Linked DNA regions of Sus scrofa: region 1 is linked to region 2. A link is a contact called in public Hi-C data. All regions are on one chromosome and are shown on one strand. Each heading gives the region's core, a stretch centred on a gene start, on an enhancer-like site or on the middle of the called end of the contact. The rest is flanking DNA. Distances are from core to core; before and after follow the strand shown. Region 1 overlaps DYRK1A (dual specificity tyrosine-phosphorylation-regulated kinase 1A). Region 2 has its middle 91 kb from the start of DSCR3.

The links. A called contact is a pair of places that touch in the nucleus more often than the background predicts.
Region 1: a Hi-C map of embryonic fibroblasts shows a contact between it and region 2, with 2.0 times the contacts expected there. The contact joins two enhancer-like sites. A contact is called at or near these places in 4 of 47 Hi-C or Micro-C datasets (embryonic fibroblasts, heart right ventricle, retroperitoneal adipose tissue and 1 more) and 1 of 2 datasets of contacts at active chromatin or transcription factors (skeletal muscle).

Annotation. Positions count from the first base shown.
Region 1 is chr13:201,122,573-201,125,272 of Sscrofa11.1, reverse strand. All of the region lies in intron 3 of DYRK1A (dual specificity tyrosine-phosphorylation-regulated kinase 1A), which reads right to left. Among named protein-coding and RNA genes, the nearest start is that of DYRK1A, 120 kb to the right of the region's middle. Within about 2 kb of position 1,267, at least 7 of the 83 cell types and tissues checked have an H3K27ac peak or open chromatin away from gene starts, as enhancers often do. A contact at or near this core is called in embryonic fibroblasts, where this site is marked.
Region 2 is chr13:200,834,940-200,837,639 of Sscrofa11.1, reverse strand. No RefSeq gene overlaps it. Among named protein-coding and RNA genes, the nearest start is that of DSCR3, 91 kb to the left of the region's middle. Within about 2 kb of position 1,354, at least 52 of the 83 cell types and tissues checked have an H3K27ac peak or open chromatin away from gene starts, as enhancers often do. A contact at or near this core is called in embryonic fibroblasts, where this site is marked.

The DNA of each region.
Region 1 (2,700 bases), core at 18-2,517, 290 kb before region 2:
TCCATAAACTAAATAACATTTTCTCCACTAACTTTGTCATTTTGTATTAGGTAAACCAAACTGTCCATTTTTCACTGTTGTGGCGCCATAAGCTCAAATCCAGAATTAGAAAACAACTTTGCCAAATACACACTCAGTCATAAATCTATACCAGGACTCAGACCAGTCCTATGCATTTGATGCTTTGTCCACTTTCAACTTCTCACAAAGTCAGAAGAATGTAAGGTGGCGAGGTCCCTTCTTCCCTTTCACAGCTGGGTGAAAAACCCAGTGTACATAGGACCCAGGAGCTCACCATGCTGTGGCAGGGAGCCAGTTCCCCTCCACGACACCCCCCAGTCCCCAGTGTCCTCACTTGCAAAAGGGAACTTGTTGAGCTATCCTCCTACTGGTTCTGGGAGCCAAGAAAAACCACACACCCCCAAATGCTCCTAATTAAGGGAACTTTCTGGGGAAAGACACAGATCTTAAAGCAAAAAACCAAACAAACAAACAAACAAAACCCAACAACAGGCAGGAGACAGTTCCCCCTGTGGCTCAACCAATTTTGAATCCAACTAGTATCCATGAGGATGTGGAGTCAACCCCTGGCCTCGAAAGCTGGGGTGTAGGTTACAGACTCGGCTTAGATCTAGCGTTGCTGTGGCTGTGGTGTAGGTTGGCAGCTGTAGCTCGGATCTGACCCCTAGCCTGGGAACCTCTGTAAGTTGCAGGAGCTAAAAACAATCTTTTATCTTTTCTTGAAAAGATTCACCATGTGCTAGGACTTTATTAAAAGACTGTTTTCTAGTTTAATAACACCGACCCTACCCATTTTATGTTTACCTCACATCACCACTCATCTCAGTGCATGAGGACCCTGACACCTCCCTTTCTTGCTCTCCTGAGAGCTATGCGTGAAGCTGGACAGAGCACATGCTTTAAGAACCGTGAAAGGTACTGGGAAAACTAGAAAAGCATTTCAAACATCCGATCATACTTTCCTACACTTACTCCAAATACATTTTATCTTTTGAAAACTGTTTTAAATTTACATGTAACACTCATACGAGAAAGATTAACTACAAGAAATAAAATGTTAAAGTTAGCTCATTTCAATTTACTTGTACATAAGACTTATTTAAAGACACTGATAGGGTGATTAAGAAGCAGCAATGGAAATCAAATAATAAAATTCCAGGAGTTTAGAGCTAGACAGTATACTTGGGAGTTCTAGTCTAAGCATAATCATACATTCCAGAACTGACAGAAGAGGCTCTGTGACCCGACTCAAGCCACACACCAAGATCATGAGTCAAGACCTGGAGTCCATGTCTTATGACTAGCAGACCCCTCTGTGTCAGCTCACAGTTTTAGTGCTTTAGACAGCAGTTTTAAGACAGCTTTTAATCTGACTAGCTTATTAGGTTCAGAAATCTTTGGAGTCTGTTAGAAATATCCGGCTGAATATTACTTCTTAAAGTCCTTTTACATTATGTGAGACTTTAAAAATATTTTACAGCTTAAAATGGAAACACTAAGTAATTTATCTCTTATTTGAAAATAAATAATCCACAAATAAGATGTTAGTTGTACCTAAAAATAGGTACCTTGCTAACTAAATTACCTCCTACAATCATATAACCATAACAAGGACCTTAAAGTTCTGGATTTTTTCCCTCGCCCTCCGTATAGACACCAGGTGTTAGAACTGATGAGCAGAAAGAAAGCAGAAAGAAGCCTGCCTGGGCCAGGCCCCCCGAGACTGCAGCTTACAGTCTTGGAGAGTCACTAACAGGAGCTCAGTCCCTTCGGTTGTAAAAGAGACTGAAAACAGGCATCCTGCCTGACAGGCTGCTTTTGAACAAGCGGGAAAATGAACCCAAATCTTTTTCTCTTAAAAATACAATGCAAACGAGTCATGTGCTATCACTACTGTTTGGACATCCAGAGCTTTCTTCCAGTACATGATTAAATGCTTTCCAATTCTGACCAACTGCTCAATTCTCAAACATACAACTTCTCAATTTACTGCATAAAACAAATTCTTAAGACCCACCATAATTTATCTTACTATTTAACTGTGAATGTTATTCATGTGCTATATACACTTTATCAATGTAAACTCCGCTCAACTATTGACAGTCTTACGAAAATACATACAAGGGTGTACGCAAATAATGCTACTTAACTGCAGCCAACAGCTCACTAAAACCACGTATTATTGAATTAGAGAAAAAACATTTCCTTTAAATAAACCAATATAGAAATACCTTGATATTTTCCAAGTTTTGGTTCATATTAAAAGACCTAAATGAACAATGACAAGCCAAATTCCTAAGTACATGGGAAAAATTGCCATTTTCAGCACTCATCACATGGCCTCAATGGGCACAGAAACTTTACCACAACTACAGCTAGTAAAAAAAATTCTCCCCGCACCAGAAATCAACAGAATGGATGCAGTTAAAGCTAGTAAACACACACACACACACACACACGCACGCACACGTGCACACGTATGTATGTGTACTGAGAGGTTTCAGCATTTATTCATTTTGTACTACCCATCTTATGGAAAACTGCTGAAATCTATAGTTTGAATGTAAGAATGATCGGCATGGTTAATTTACATTAACATTTTTTCAATTTTTTTTTTTTTTTTTTTCAAATGGCTGCACCTGAGGTATATGGAAGTTCCTAGGCGGGGGACTGAATCTG
Region 2 (2,700 bases), core at 105-2,604:
TGGACACCCTAAGGACAGGAGCCTGCGACAGGGAAGCAGGGAAGGGTTCTATTTCAGATGCATTCCCCCCTTGCGGTCCTGGATCAGCTGGGCAATATGCAGCCAGAGCGATGCTCACTCAAGACAAGCCATCAGCCAGGCATTAAACTCACAGCCGCTCCACTCCAAGACCCTAAACCCTGGCCATGTTCAGGCTGTGAGGAAACATGGCAGTAAAAATGGGAGCAGCGCTACATTCGTTAGGCCCGATGGGTTTATTCATTTTAGGCTCCTGTGTCTATCTGCTGCCCTCTTTTTGGGGGGGGGGCACAAGCTGCCAGTTGTTTCCTTCGCTCCAGCGCACACCAGAGGGTGTGACAGCCAGAAACTCGGAGTGTCCTACAGCCACTCTAACAGTTAAAGATTTAAAAATAAACCAGTCCTGATAGGCAATGAGACGCTGCTGTATAGCACAGGAACTATATCTAAGCACTTGCGGTGGAACATGACGGAGGATAATGTGAGAAAAAGAATATCACACACACACACACACACACACACACACACACACATATATATATAAAATCGGGTCGCTTTCCTGTACAGCAGAAATTGACACAACGCTGTAAATCAACTATAATAAATTTTTTTAAATAAAATATATTTGAAAAAAAAAAAAAGTGGATTTCTCCTCTAGTTGCTTCCTGGGGTTTAGAGACTATTTTTAGGATCAGTGTGGTAACAACTGGCAAGAAGGCGGAAGGAGTTTCCAGCATCTCCTGCATCTGAGCTCCAGGCTCGCCTCCCCGTCGTCCCCTTCCCAGTTTCTTATCTGCGGGGACCGCGCTCTGCGGGCTCCGCCCTCCCCGCCCCCCGCCCCCACCCCCCCCCAACTCAGCGCCAGGAGGACGTGGCTCTGTGGCCGCCGCGGACTCAGGAACTTGGGGCCGGGGCACAGCTCTGGTCCTGCCGGCCCAGGAAGGGAGGGAGGGAGTTGCTGACAAGGCCAAAGTGAGAAGGGCAGCGAGAAGGCACGAAAGCAGGGCGGCCCGGGGCCCCAGGGCCGGCCCCCCAAGCCCAGGTTCCCCGCTCCCCGCTGTCTGCTGGCCAGAGATGGCAATGCCATATTAGGCGCTCTCTGGGCTCCACGCTCACCGGCTTGGTCCCCCGCTGGCAGAGCCTGCCGGGCTTTGGTTCAGAGCAGCAGACACTGGAGACACGTCGTAGATTCCATTCGGTACAGTCATGGTCCTTTCCTCTTCCCCCCCCCCCCCCCAGGCCCTTTTCCGCCACCTGCCCCGCCAAGGAAGCGCGGGCTCGGGTACCCGGTCCCCGCCAGGCTGCCGCTCCAGACCGCCAGGGACCTGCTCGGGGCGGTGGGGCCGCCCGGACACGCAGAGGCTTTTTGAGACGGAAAAAGCCACCCTCTTTTAGAGTGTGGCACAGGGGTGGGGGGAGGGAGCACTAGGATATAAGAGAGTTTGACGGCAGAACTTAAATCTAAAATCCTTTGACCGCTTGAGAAAAAAAATTACGGAAACACAGAGGTCACTACCCTCTTTTGCCTCCGAAGTGAGAACATAATCTCATTTCATGCATTTATTCGCTGTGTTCCTGTGATAACGTCTTACTCTTTTCTAAGTGGAAGCCCCTGTCAGGTGCGATACGGGGAATATAAAGGTAACTGAGGTGTCAGCAGGCTTTCTTGGATCTCTGCCTCACGCAAGTTTAAGTTGAATCTTTTTTTTTTTTTTTTTTTGCCTTGCCCTGTCAAAATCCGAATTTCCCCTAAACATACTAGCAAGTTCCACGGGGTTTCTGTCCTTAGATCAACTCTTGCTCCAGGTGTCTGCTGCTCTGCTCTGCAGCTCACCGAGTCCTGAAACTCCTCCCCCACCTTGTCCACGCGCAGGACCTCAGCTCACACAGATTAACCGCGATAGATGCTGTCACGGAGAAGTGGGAGGGTTGGGAAGGGGTGATTTGTATTTTCAAATGGCCTGTTAGACATCCCGCTTTTGTGGGTTTTTTTTTTGTTGTGTTTTTTTTTTTGTTTGTTTTTGTTTTTTTGGCTTTTTGCCATTTCTTGGGCTGCTCCTGTGGCATATGGAGGGTCCCAGGCTAGGGGTCTAATCAGAGCTGGAGGTGCCAGCCACAGCCACAGCCACAGCAATGTAGGATCCGAGCCGCGTCTGCAACCTACACCACAGCTCACGGCAAGGCCAGATCCTTAACCCACTGAGCGAGGCCAGGGATCGAACCCGCAACCTCATGGTTCCTAGTCAGATTCGTTAACCACTGAGCCACGACGGGAACTCCTAGACATCCTGCTTTTGAAATGCCCCCCAGGACTTTCAGGTCTGGTCAGAATGGAAGAACAGATATGGGACTTCTTCCTTCACAATGAAATAATATAAAACTGGACAAATATGAAGCAACTGCTTCCAGACCTTGGATAAGAACCATCACAGGACTACAGTCCTCAAGGAAAGTGAGACGTGAGGTGAGTGCAGACTCGCCATAGCTTTCTGCCTGGGGACACTTTCCCTCCTGGGGCTTAGGGGAGTGGTCCCACAAGCAGGGAGGTTCTCAATGGGGACAAATAAGAGAGACTGACTGGCATGCTGAGGTGGCTGGCACCCATGGGGCAGGGTAAAGAGAGGAGGACTCCCCCATGAGAAGGGGCTCCAGAAATGGGCAGAGAAGCTCCCCCCAGCTCAG